Linked DNA regions of Sus scrofa: region 2 is linked to region 1. A link is a contact called in public HiChIP or PLAC-seq data. All regions are on one chromosome and are shown on one strand. Each heading gives the region's core, a stretch centred on a gene start, on an enhancer-like site or on the middle of the called end of the contact. The rest is flanking DNA. Distances are from core to core; before and after follow the strand shown. Region 1 overlaps AKAP6 (A-kinase anchor protein 6). Region 2 overlaps NUBPL (iron-sulfur protein NUBPL).

Region 1 (3,335 bases), core at 523-3,022:
TTTCCAAGGAGAAAAGTCACATAGTGTCCAAAGTTACTACGGATAATGGGGTCAGAACAGCCAAGAAAACTAATCTTTGTGTCTCTACTGAAGAGTGTTTTCACAAAAGCAAAATCATGTTTCAAGCTGAAAAAGTATTTCCTAAAATAAATTCTAATTGAATATTTCAGGCACAATAGTAACTAAGTAGGTCACTTGCTCTCCAGGATTCAAAGAATATTGGCTGTGGTACTCCATTTCCATCCTGAACAGGAGAGTTAAAGAGAAACACTCGACACAACCAGAAAATCCTTACCACAAAGCTCTTTATAGCAACAAGCTGCAGCTCAGGGATAGGATCTACAACCATGAGTTTGTACCATGAGTTTTGTAGGTAATTTTCAAAACTCCTTTGAACTCTCAAAAGTACCGGTAATTGAGCGTCCAAAAAAAGTCTGCAACAATCGTATCTGTTCTACCACCCTGCCTTCTTTAGAAATTGGACCCAGGAATATATGCTCTAGAAACATTTTTTAAATAGCCCAGACTTGACTGCCAAATCATGCTCCTTCTCCAGGCTCTCCTCCTTTGTTTTCAGAGTCTAATCTGGTTCTGCCCTCCTCCCCAAACAAGTATCCAGGTTCCTGGGGATGCTCCGTGCCCTGTTCTTTCCTGAATGCTATTTGCCATGCAAAACAGAACGGTAGAGCTAGAAAGGATCTGACAGAGGAACTAATATAGCTGCTTCCGCTGATGAGGAAACCCTGGCTTTACCTCAGGTCACAACTTGCCGGTGCCAGAGTTATCCCCATTCCTCCAGGTCTTATCAGGTTGTTCATTTCACCAGACAGTAAGTGTGGGGCCAAAGTATCTGACTTCATTATTACTCCTCTCAGAAAACAGATCTTTGTTGAACCAGGGGTGTTGGTTTGGAAATTTCAGGAAAGACCAGTTGGAGCAAACACAATTTTGAGCAGTGGGTACTTTCCATGTCCTCAAATCATATTCTTCCTGTAAACAAACCACACTTTAAAAATATGGAGGACTGAGCTATGGTCCCTCTTGGCAACTGTAAAGAATACAAGCTCCATGAGGGCAGGGACTCTATTTATACCTAGTGTTATTTCACACCCAGTACGTAGAACAGAAGCTGTCACTGAATAGCAGCTCAACAATAAACACTTGCTAGATGAACAAAAGGAAGGAAGGATGTATCTCTCTTCCATTCCCTCTATAGTCCATCTCTAACCCAATTTTGTTCCCTGTTACACTTAAGTCTAGTTCCTTTAATCAAAACTCTGTTGTCAGATAAGACTTATCAGTCGTTTATATTTTAGTAGCCTTTAATCTGCTTCCTGGCGTGTTTGGAATTTCAGTTTTCTAAAAAAAGCTTTTGCCCATTTGCAGGCCCTATCCATCCCCCTCTCCATGCACATGGCCAAGCTTTGAATTCTCTGAAAGTAAAGCAAATTGTTCACAGGAACATCTCCCTTCCCCAGTGACCTCTGGTTTCCCTCCTGTGGCTCTCCTGAGCTTTCACATCTTTGTAAAATCATCTACAATCCTATCTTCCTGCCACCTCTATCTTCCTTTCTCAGCTGTCAAAACTGAGATGGCATGCTGCTTTTGCGTATTCAGACTCAGCTGTACTGCCCAATTAAGGCCCAGCATCTTGCTTCCCACACCTCACTCAGCAAAGCCAAAGGACCTCACCGTATTGAGTTAACCAGAAGCCCATCCTAACCTTCTTGCTCACTAGGGGGTGCTGTTGCTATATCCAGACCTAAGGAATTTGGTGCAGTGGAGGAAAAGGAAGTGACAGAGCTCTCTGGGTCTTGGGAGACGTTTCTAGCTGGGCCTCTCTGCACAACCCCGCAACATAGTTTCTCAGAATCAAAGCCCATTACACCTCATCAAGCCATACAGTTCACATGGTACAATAAAATGGGAGGGCGGAAGGTCTCCAAACTAAAGGTTTTACTCTAAGATTCATTTAGGTACACAGGTTCACGCAACAGTATTTATGATGACTACTGGATGTGAATAACTAATTCTCACTCACCACTGGAGAAGAAAGTACTGTTTAGACAACCACACAGCAAACACTGTCAGGCAGAATTAAATGTATCAAAGGCAACCAGAACAGCCAGGAAACACTTGAGTTTTTCCCTGCTTTTCACAATCATCTTTCCTGGTATGTGATGTCTTAGACTTTGGGAATGAAAGCTTCATACACAAACAAATGAATATCAGCCTCTCTCAGCCCCCAGCCTGGCTATTGCACAAAGCTTGCAGGCTGCCAGAAAAGCCTCCCTGGCCTCAGTTAACTCTTTGCTTGAATAACTGGTGGACCTGCACTGCAGGAAAAGCTCTCTCATGCAGCAGAGCTTTTCAAATTTCTTAACAAGTCATCATACAAAGAATTTTTTTGGTTGGGTTTGTGGGTATTTTAGGATAAATTGAGGGAAAAAAATGTGTATCTTTTTAAAGTTCTCTGAATGAGACTCTCACCTAACAGTATGAACATTAAACATTCCCACACAGCGAAGAATGGATCTGCACCAAGGGAAATAACTCTGGTATTAATCCAAGATGAAACAATCCCGCTCCCCCTCCCCCGCCCCCACCCGCTCTGGCTAGGGTTTCACACCCTTTGTTGCACTGATTTGGGCACTCCGCACTAATGCTAATGAGCAACCACTCACTAATGCTAATGCCTAGAGCGCTCTTTGGCTCCAAAAGCAACCCAGCCAAGCTAGAAACTTGAATTCCAAAGTGGTTCAAGAGGGACTCAGCCAGACAGAGGTGCCACTTTAGGGCAAGTCCTACACAGAATAGTTTCCTTTTGTTCCATCCCTAAAAAAGGACACAATCCCAACTACAAGTGCATCAAACTTTCAGATGAAATGCAAGGAATTTCTAGTCCCAGGATTTTTGCAATAACTAGCTCGACGTTTCCACATAAAGCTCTAAAGACAAGGATAAATATACCATACTTAACAGAGTGTTGAGAAAACTTCTAAGTTAGTGTCCCTTAACCTAATTTCAGCCCTCACATACCCAAAAGAACCACTGCCGTTAGTTACCAAGGCTGACTACTGCAGGGAGCAGGTCAGAATGAGGAGGCTGGGGGGTATGATGTGGGAATACAGTTTGAAAAGGGCTCATTCTGAAAAAAATGCCTGAAGAATCCCCTACAGGCATTCTGCTCCACCTCACTATAAATCACTTAGGTTAACACAGTCATAAGGCAAAGAGACAACCTAGGTATGTAACTCCAGTGTATCCATGACTTAAGGTCCTGATAAACAGTGGGTATTTCCAGTTCTACCCTGAAGTTTTATTCTCTAAAATGA
Region 2 (3,335 bases), core at 283-2,782, 520 kb after region 1:
ACAGGGGAGTTCCCATTGGGGCTCAGTGGGTTAAGGACTCAATGTTGTCTCTGTGAGGATGTGGGGTGGATCCCTGGCCTTGCTCAATGGGTTAAGGATTCTGCATTGCTTCAAGCTGCAACACAGGATGCAGATGTGGCTTGGATCCAGTGTTGCCATGACTATGGCACAGGCTGTCAGCTGCAGCTCCAATTTGACCCCTGGCCCAGGGAGGGAGGAAAAAAGAGGAAGAAAGATAGTAAAAGAAAAAAACAATTAGAGAAAGAAAGAAAGAGAAAAGGAAGGAAGGAAGGGATGGAGGGAGAGAGAAAGAAAGAGGGATGGAGGGAGGGAGAGAAATAAAGAAAAAAAACAAACAATAGACAAACTGGAGTTCAATGAAAATTTCTGAATGTCATGCATCAAGAGACAGTATCAACAGAGTAAAAAGGCAACCCACAGGCTGGGAAAAATATTTGTAAATCATTTTTCTCATAGAGATTAAAACCCAGAATACGTAGAGAACTCTTAAAACTCAACAACAATGCTGAAAAACGGACAAAGGAAGTGAATAGACATTTCTCCAAAGAAAGAATCTAGTGGCCAATAAGCACATAAAAAAATATTCAACATCACTGATCATCAGGGAAATGTGAATCAAAATTACAATGAGAGATGACCTTACTCTATTAGGATGGCTGCCATCAAAACAAACAAACAAAAAGAGAAAACTGTAAGAGTTGGTGAGAATATAGACAAATGGGAGCTCTTGTGCACTGTTCATTAGAATGTAAAATGGAAATGCTATGGAAAATAATACATGTTACTCAAAAAATTAAAAACAGAATTACCATATGATCCAGCAAGTCCACTTTCTGGTACATACCCAAAAAGGAGTGAAAGTAGGGTCTCAGTGTCTTGAAGAGTATCTGTACACTCATGTTCATAGCAGCATTATTCACAATAGCTAAAATGTGGAGGCAACCCAAGTGTCCATTAACAAATGAATGGATAAGCTAAATGTGGTATAGATATGGGATGAAATATTCAGCCATAAAATGGAAAATTCTGACATATGCTAAAAGATGGAGGAACTATGAGATCATTATGCTAAGTAAAGTAAATCAGCCACAAAAAGAGAAATACTGTATGATTTCCCTTAAGTGAGACATTCAAAGTAGTCAAAATCATGGAGACAGGAAGTAGAATGGTGGCTACCAGAGGCAGGGGAAAGTGCAATGGTGTTTAATGGGTAGAGAGTTTCAGTTTTGTTTTGTTTTGTTCTTCCTTTTTTTAGGGCCACACCCATGGCATATGGAAGATCCCAGGTTAGGGGTCAAATCAGAGCTGTAGCCTCTGGCCTACACCACAGTGACAGCAACACGGGATCTGAGCCACATCTGTGACCTACACCACAGCTCACGGCAACGCCAGATTGCCCATCTACTGATCAAGGCCAAGGATTGAACCCCCGATCCTCATGGATACTTACTCAGATTCGTTTCCACTGCGCCAAAATAGGAACTCCCGAGAGTTTCAGTTTTACAAGATGAAATAAACTATGCAGACAGATGGTGGTAATAGTTGCACAATATTATGAATGTATTTAACACCATTGAACTGTACACTTTAAAAATGGTTAAGAGGGTAAATTTTATGTTATGCTTTACCACAAAAAAAAAGAAAAAAAAAAAAAACCTCTACTTTGTGATCTAAGAAATTACATTAATCGCGAGAGAAAAACAATGTACTGCTTATGCTCAATACAAAACAAATACACTTCATATTACAAGAGGTTACTATAAAATAAATTTATTTTATCAAACTGTCTGTGCAGCCACATTCCCTAGTCATTCTTTACCCTATCCTACTTCTTCACTGTAACAAAGTACACTAGAAGACCTCTTATCCTATGCAATTAGACCAGTATTGTGCTAAAGTTTAAGACAAAGTCATAAAAATCTAATAGGATTACTTATTCAGATTTTATCATATGTTCTTTAGGTTCTTTCTTTTCTTTAAAGAGATTGAAATTGAAAGCTGTTGGAGTTCCTGTTGTGGTGCAGTGGAAACGAAACCGACTAAGAACCATGAGGTTGCAGGTTCAATCCCTGGCCTCGCTCAGTTGGTCAAGGATCTGGCGTTGCTATGAGTCGTGGTGTAGGTCGCAGACACGGACTGGATCTGGCATTGCTGTGGCTGTGGTGTAGGCCAGCAGCTGTGGTTCCAATTAGACCCCTAGCCTGGAAATCTCCATGTGCTGTGGATGCAGCCCTAAAACAAAAAAATAAATAAATAAAAATAAAAATAAGCTGTGCATAAAATATATGGGTTTATAAAAGAAATACATCGCTGAATGCTATTCACTGGATCCCTACACAAAGAAGAAGCTATAACTTTTCCTTAAAAGATCAGTGAATAAGTATACATTTTTATGTTCCGAGGTAAAATAAAATGTTTAGGAACATTTATTCCTATTATTTATTCCTATTTTTAGTCAAATTTCTAATGCACAAGAATTTTTGTCCTTATTCTTACCTTTTATATTAATAAAATGGGAGTTGGGAAGATTAAATAAACTATGAAGATTACACAGCTAATTTATAGCAAAAAAAAATCTACACTTTTTTTTATGGTTTCCCTCTTTTTTCTTTTTCTGGTCTTTTAAGGGCCACACCTGTCGCATATGGACGTTGCCAAACTAGGGATCAAATGAGAACTGTAGTTGCCGGCCTATGCCAGAGCCACAGCAACGCAGAATCCAGCTGCACCTGTAACCTATGCCACACCTTTCGGCAATGTTGGAGCCTTAACCCACTAAGTGGGGCCAGGGATTGAACCTGAGTCCTCATGAATACTAGCCAGGTTCTCTACCACTGAGCCACAACGGGAATTACCCCTCTTTAATTTCTGATTGAACTAACAAACTCAATCTCCTCCAGAGCTAATTTGGTAACAATATTCTTTTCCACATAACTTTGTCAATCCTTTCCAAAGCATCCAAGTTAAATTTTCAGAGTAATAACTTTGCTCTATTGTGCTCTGCACTGTTTCCTCCTTTCTATTTTCTTCAATACCATACTCATGCTCATTAAAAAGTCAGGCCATACTATAAAATTATTACTAAACATCAATAATCCCCCTACCCACTCCCATTTCTTACTCCCCAGAGCCAACAACTCTTTAGAGACCTTTTAATGTCTTATGTTGAATTAATCTAAGGCTTACCGAGAGTTGCAAATGTAGCAAGCATTTATATAAAAATAAAAATAAGCTGTGCATAAAATATACAGGTTTATATAAGAAATACATCGCTGAACACTATTCACTGGATCCCTACACAAAGAAAAAGCTAT

Evidence for each region. HiChIP or PLAC-seq counts read pairs in DNA pulled down with a chosen protein or histone mark.
Region 2: an H3K27ac HiChIP or PLAC-seq map of alveolar macrophages shows a contact between it and region 1. The contact joins two enhancer-like sites.

The regions. Positions count from the first base shown.
Region 1 is chr7:67,428,924-67,432,258 of Sscrofa11.1, forward strand. The region is part of intron 1 of AKAP6 (A-kinase anchor protein 6); the gene reads right to left. Among named protein-coding and RNA genes, the nearest start is that of AKAP6, 32 kb to the right of the region's middle. Within about 2 kb of position 1,773, at least 33 of the 83 cell types and tissues checked have an H3K27ac peak or open chromatin away from gene starts, as enhancers often do. A contact at or near this core is called in alveolar macrophages, where this site is marked.
Region 2 is chr7:67,948,204-67,951,538 of Sscrofa11.1, forward strand. All of the region lies in intron 4 of NUBPL (iron-sulfur protein NUBPL), which reads right to left. Among named protein-coding and RNA genes, the nearest start is that of NUBPL, 79 kb to the right of the region's middle. Within about 2 kb of position 1,533, at least 6 of the 83 cell types and tissues checked have an H3K27ac peak or open chromatin away from gene starts, as enhancers often do. A contact at or near this core is called in alveolar macrophages, where this site is marked.